2 separate regions of the Mus musculus genome follow, and region 1 is linked to region 2. Evidence: chromatin contacts called from public Hi-C data. All regions are on one chromosome and are shown on one strand. The core of a region is the stretch at or near the end of the contact, and the rest is flanking DNA. Distances in the headings are between cores, read along the strand shown. Region 1 overlaps Vat1l (vesicle amine transport protein 1 like). Region 2 holds the start of Vat1l (vesicle amine transport protein 1 like).

Region 1 (2,700 bases), core at 123-2,622, 100 kb after region 2:
TAAGTTTCTTCTTGTTGCTAACAGCCTCCAATGTCCCTTGGCTTGTAGACATAGCACCACTGTCTCCATGTCCCCTTCACAAGATGGTGTCCCTGCACGCATCCACCTCCCAAGTTCCCTGTTTGATAAGGTCACAGAGAGTACCAGCTTCTGCCCTCCTGGTCTGTCATCTAACGAACTGCATCTGAAAAGATGGTCACAGCATAAGCGTTAGGATTTCAACATACAGACATAAGGAGTGAAAGAGTCCAGAATTAAAGGTTCACCTTAAGGTTGTCCCATTAAATAAGAAATGTGTTAATGCTATGGACAGAGACAGTGACAGACAGACAGACAGACAGACAGACAGACAGAGTACTTAGTGAGACTCTAAGGAGAGTTCAAACCCACAGGACAGATTGAGGGTTTCTTCTTAGGTCTCAGAGGGCACAGGAAGGTTTTGTGTCACGGGGTTGATGTGGTACATATCATGATGATGGGTCTGCAGTCAGGCTGCCTCTGATTACCGAGCATCAGGGTAAAGACCTAGGTGAGGTGAGCCCATTATTCAGGTAGCCTTCTGCTATCCCGGGTTCTGACAACCTGAGGTCTGTAAATTTCCTTGGGGGAGTGAAAATTCCACCTGCCAATGTCTTGGAATCCAGACACCAAGGGAGTCTGTTGGGGAAGGTGGGCGTTAGATATTTGCAAACGGGATTTTAGTAGGGAGCTTGCCACTTTCTTTCAACAAATGTGACTTTAAGAAAGAGGTTTCTAAAGGTGAGCACGGCGTAGTGAGCCTGTAGCTGAAAACCTAGCAGGCAAGGCGGGAAGGACACACGTCAACACATAACTTGTGAATCCAAAATGGTGGACCATAAAGAGCCAAAGAGACACACTTTGGTGGTGTCCGAATTCAAAGGGAAGATTCTAGAAGAGGTCTCCATCTTCCTTGTTTCAGGTTCAGCCTCGGGTTCTTTTAGGCAATCACCTTATTTCCTCTTACCCAGGCTTCACTCTGCCCACCATAAAATGAAAGAAAATAGTGGCAGTGCCTCCTCAATAGAGATGCTGTAGTAATGTCCAGAAGCGATGTGTATAAAGTCCCTGGGGCCTCTGCTCTCCAGAAGGGAAGAATGGGAACATGTCTTTCTCTGATCCTACAGTTGTCGCTCCTGTGGCAGCTTCCTCCAAGATGCCACCACAGGGACCACAGGCTCACTGGCGCTCCTGCCTTCTGTTGCTTGGTCCTTGCCAAAGACATCTGTGAATCCACTTTGGGGGGCAGAAGCTCCTAGCAGCGCACATGATAAACACATGCTACTATTTCCCTTTCTCCTCCCTCAACCAACTCATCTCTGATTACTAAGTTGTCAGCTTATCTGGGAGGCTCTGCCAGGAAAGTGCCATGTGCCCGTTAGTCATTGTAATAAGCTGTAAGTGAGCAGCTGTCTACCAAGTCTTGGATGGATGACAAAGTAACAGGAATGGCTGAAATATGATGCTGGCCCTGAGCCAGCATGGTGCTGAGACCTTAAATACATGAACGTTTCTGATGTGTGGTGGTCCCATAAGGAAAGAACAATTCTTTATCCCATTTTACAGGCAAAAAAAGCTGAGTTTCAGAGAACGGTTATATGACCTAGTTGTGGTCACACAGCTAAGTAGTGAAGTCAAACTTGGCTTTCAGGTTCACTGTCTCCTGAGGCTGAGCTCCTAACAGGAACCCATATCCCTTCTTAGAGTAAGAGTGCCTTTGTCTAAAGCCAGTCTAAGAGTAAACATGCCTTTGCTCTGAGCCCTTCTCTCTGGTTCTCCCAAATCCTTTGTTATTTTGTTTGGTTGGTTGGTTGGTTTGGTTTGGTTTTTGGTTTTTTTGTTTTTTGTTTTTGTTTGTTTTTTGTTTTTGTTTGTTTTTTGTTTTGTTTTGTTTTGTTTTGTTTTGTTTTTCTGAGACAGGGTTTCTCTGTGTAGCCCTGGCTGTCCTGGAACTCACTTTGTAGACCAGGCTGGCCTCGAACTCAGAAATCCACCTGCCTCTGCCTCCCAAATGCTGGGATTAAAGGCGTGCGAAGACTTTCAAGACCTTGGCTCACCAATCCCTAGCTTCTCTAATTACAGAGGACTTTATATTCCTAAACCTGGGTTTCTGTGTCTAAGAAATGAGAATAATCCCTGCTCTCCCTGCCAGGCCTAAAGCCTTTGCATATCAATATACAAGTTGGTGATTGGATGCTGGAGGGTAAAAACCAGAGTATGGGGCAGGTGAGATCACTGGGCAAGAAAAGGCACCAGCTGGTTGTCAAACATGATGAACCCAGTTCAATCCCTAGGAAGGAGAGTGCTGACTCCCATTGGCTGTCTCTGGCTTCCATGTGCACTGGCCATGAGCATGTGCACACACACAAATACAGACATACACATGCATATGCATATACATGCATACACACACACACAGGCACACAAAACAAAGTGTTAAAAAAAAAAGATTAAAAGCCAGAGTGGATATTTTCCTATTTCTCTTTTAACTATCTCATTTTGACAGTTTCCCTAGCAACTTCACATACGTATGAGTTTACTCCACAGAGAACAGGGTGAGGACGAGGATGTGGAGATGAAATCTTAATGCTGTGACTAAGAGAGAGGGACAGCAGGAGTGACTTACCTTGCCCCCTGGGAGCTAAGCCCACATTCCCAGTGAGACAGACATGATGGAGATAA
Region 2 (2,700 bases), core at 155-2,654:
CTGGGCTCAATTTGCCATACTCCTGAGATCACTGTGTCCTGATAGCCTCTCTCACTGGGACCGAGATCTTCACCATCTCTGAGAGCTCAAGGATGGGAGCTGCCTAAACTGACACAGGCACCTGAGCTGAGAAATTGGATCTCTTACACCGCACAAGGCAACTCCTATCTCGCCTTTTAAGATAGCACAAATGACCTTTTTTTAAGAATCAGAATTTATTATGTGATGGATATGATTGGATTGCATCTGTAGTTTTGTTATTTTTTTATTTTATTTTTGGAGAAAGGGTCTCACTATGTAGAGCTGGCCACCCTGGAACTCACTATGTAGACCAGTCTATCCTCAGATTCATGAGAAATTCATCTGCCTCCTGGTTGCTGGAATTCTGAAATTAAAGGCGTTGCGCGCACGCGCGTACACACACACATACACACACATACACACGCACGCACGCGCCCAGCAATTTTAAATTCTTGTTTAGGTTTTTTAAGACAGGGTCGCCCTACCTCAGCTTCCATACTACAGATGTGTCACCAAACACTGCTGGGGAAAGTACTCGTTTTTTTTGTTGTTGTTGTTGTTGTTGTTGTTGTTTTTCTGTAACCTTGCAAAACAAAAGGCAGGTGTGGGGAGGGGAGGGGGGAGGGAGGAGGGAGGGGGGAGAAAGGGAGAGAGAGAAAGAGGGAGAGAGAGAGAGAGAGAGGAGAGAGAGAGAGAATTTGGTCCTCTGGAGGTCCTAGCAGGAAACAGGCTTGTTCTGGGAGCCTCTTTCCTAGAAAAAAAAGCATGGGTACTGAGAACTAACTGTCATAAGGAAGCCACAGAAGTCCAGAAACAGCATCCCTAGTGACAGGGGTGGGGGTGGGGGGTGGCGTCCAGATGGAAAAGACTGGACCTGGCTCTTTGGAGCCTTACTTGGGATGTATCTTTAACTTCCCGCACCTCCCTGCCGCTCCACTCAGAACCAGCAGATGGGAAACAGCCCAATTTCCCAGCTATCCCTCCCATCCCTGCCTACCCGCGGGAGAAGAGGCAACCTTGTCTCTCGCAGCATCCTCCAGGCCCAGACATTCGTCTCTGTCCATTTCAAGGCGCCAGAGTCTGTGCCGTATATACCCAAGTATTTGCCCATTGTAGGGGTTGGAGTAGCCATCCGGCCTCTTCTTCTGTGTTTGTATTCAAGAGTCTTGGGGAAATCTGTTTTTAGTGTTGAGACAAATAGCCTGACTTAGTACTAGCACAAAAGGTGGACTTGAGATTTGTTTTGGAGTAAGTAGGAGGAAATGTGAGGGAGGGGGTGGGGCGCTAGGGCGCGGCTCCTCTAAGGATTACGGCGGAGGCGGTGGACCGCGGCTCCGCTCACAGAGGTTGCAGCCATTGCACTGAAGAGCATCCCACATTCAACAGGAGGAACCCGCGGGAGAGCAGACCCGACCCCTTCACAACCGCAGCCTGTGCGCCCCGCGGCCCCTCGAGCGCCATGGCTAAGGAAGGCGTAGAGAAAGCGGAGGAGACCGAACAAATGATTGAGAAGGAGACCAGCAAGGAACCTGCTGAGGGCGGCGACGGCTCCCACCGCCTCGGGGATGCCCAGGAGATGCGCGCTGTGGTGCTGGCCGGCTTCGGCGGACTCAACAAGCTGAGGCTCTCTAGAAAGGCCATGCCGGAGCCACAGGACGGCGAGCTCAAGATCCGCGTCAAAGCCTGGTCCAGTATCCACGACTTTTTGGTTTTTCTCTCTTTCCGCGCTGGGCGCACCGGCAGTGGGTGGGAGAGCCTAGATTGGGGATGCTGCCCCAGGTACCCAGCACCCACAGTCAGCGAGCACCCTCTCTGCATTCACACTTGGCTCTCAGAACCTCCCGGGTAGCCCAAGCCACTGGAGCCTGGGGAGGATGCTCAGAGGTGGTCCTTCTCCCCACACCAGATGTAGGGTGACAGGAAGGATAGTGGTGCCTAGGACTTGAGGTCTGGAAAATTGCCTTGTGCCCCTCTTGTAGGACAACTCAGCTCCTAACACTGGGAGGGACGTAAGGGTGGGACTTGATCGTTAGCATGGTTAAAAAAAATAACAATCGCCGTGTATATACACGTAGTTCCTGGTGCTAGTTTGTTTTCTTTCTTTCTTTCTTTCTTTCTTTCTTTCTTTCTTTCTTTCTTTCTTTCTTTCTTTCTGGAGTTTTACATATACGATCCCGTTTAATACTTCCTGAGACCCAGTAAGTCAGGTGCCCAGCTTTAGAGGTGAGAAAAACAGTGGATGGGGGAAAATAAATGATCTGCCAAGATCGCTGAGCTGCCAGTAAGTGGTGTGGCTGCCACTTGACACTTGATCTCCCTTTTCACCTCTCTGCGTCCAAATGGGGCTGAAGGCAGGGTGCATGCCCTTGTGTATCTCCTTCCCAGTACTTACTGTGAGAGAAGGAACTGAGAATCAAGAGGGTTAAATCCTCGGCCTCTAAGCTGGGTGAAAGGTGAGACCAGGGATGCAGCCTTCTCTCCCCCACTGCATCTTCTGCTTTCCTCCTGGCTGGGAAAGCCCCATCCTATTCCTTAGGAACGAACTCCTGTGGTGGCCGCAGAAGGAGCCCACACTCTAAGAGGTCCGCTATTCTCCTGGGGAAACTTGCCAGTGCCTAGAACAGCAGAGATTTCCCCAGTAGTGTGTAAGTGAGAAAGCTTGTCTCTGCCTGGGGAGGC

The links. Hi-C and Micro-C count contacts between places; a contact is called where the count stands out from the background.
Region 1: a Hi-C map of the N1E-115 cell line shows a contact between it and region 2, with 1.7 times the contacts expected there. The contact joins the enhancer-like site here to the promoter of Vat1l in region 2. A contact is called at or near these places in 5 of 39 promoter capture datasets (3T3-L1-derived adipocytes, embryonic stem cells, liver and 1 more), 4 of 484 Hi-C or Micro-C datasets (the N1E-115 cell line, cerebellar granule neurons, cortical neurons and 1 more), 1 of 115 datasets of contacts at active chromatin or transcription factors (forebrain) and 2 of 9 other capture datasets (adipose tissue and embryonic tail).

Annotation. Positions count from the first base shown.
Region 1 is chr8:114,305,164-114,307,863 of GRCm38.p6, forward strand. The region is part of intron 7 of Vat1l (vesicle amine transport protein 1 like); the gene reads left to right. Among named protein-coding and RNA genes, the nearest start is that of 4933408N05Rik, 45 kb to the right of the region's middle. Within about 2 kb of position 1,373, at least 12 of the 459 cell types and tissues checked have an H3K27ac peak or open chromatin away from gene starts, as enhancers often do. A contact at or near this core is called in the N1E-115 cell line and cerebellar granule neurons, where this site is marked.
Region 2 is chr8:114,204,236-114,206,935 of GRCm38.p6, forward strand. It overlaps Vat1l (vesicle amine transport protein 1 like), which reads left to right and starts at 1,405. Exons shown (of 9, transcript NM_173016.3): 1 at 1,405-1,707. The coding sequence starts at 1,481. It overlaps Gm30272 (a long non-coding RNA gene), which reads right to left and starts at 1,399. Exons shown (of 3, transcript XR_388052.4): 1 at 1,019-1,399; 2 at 507-604.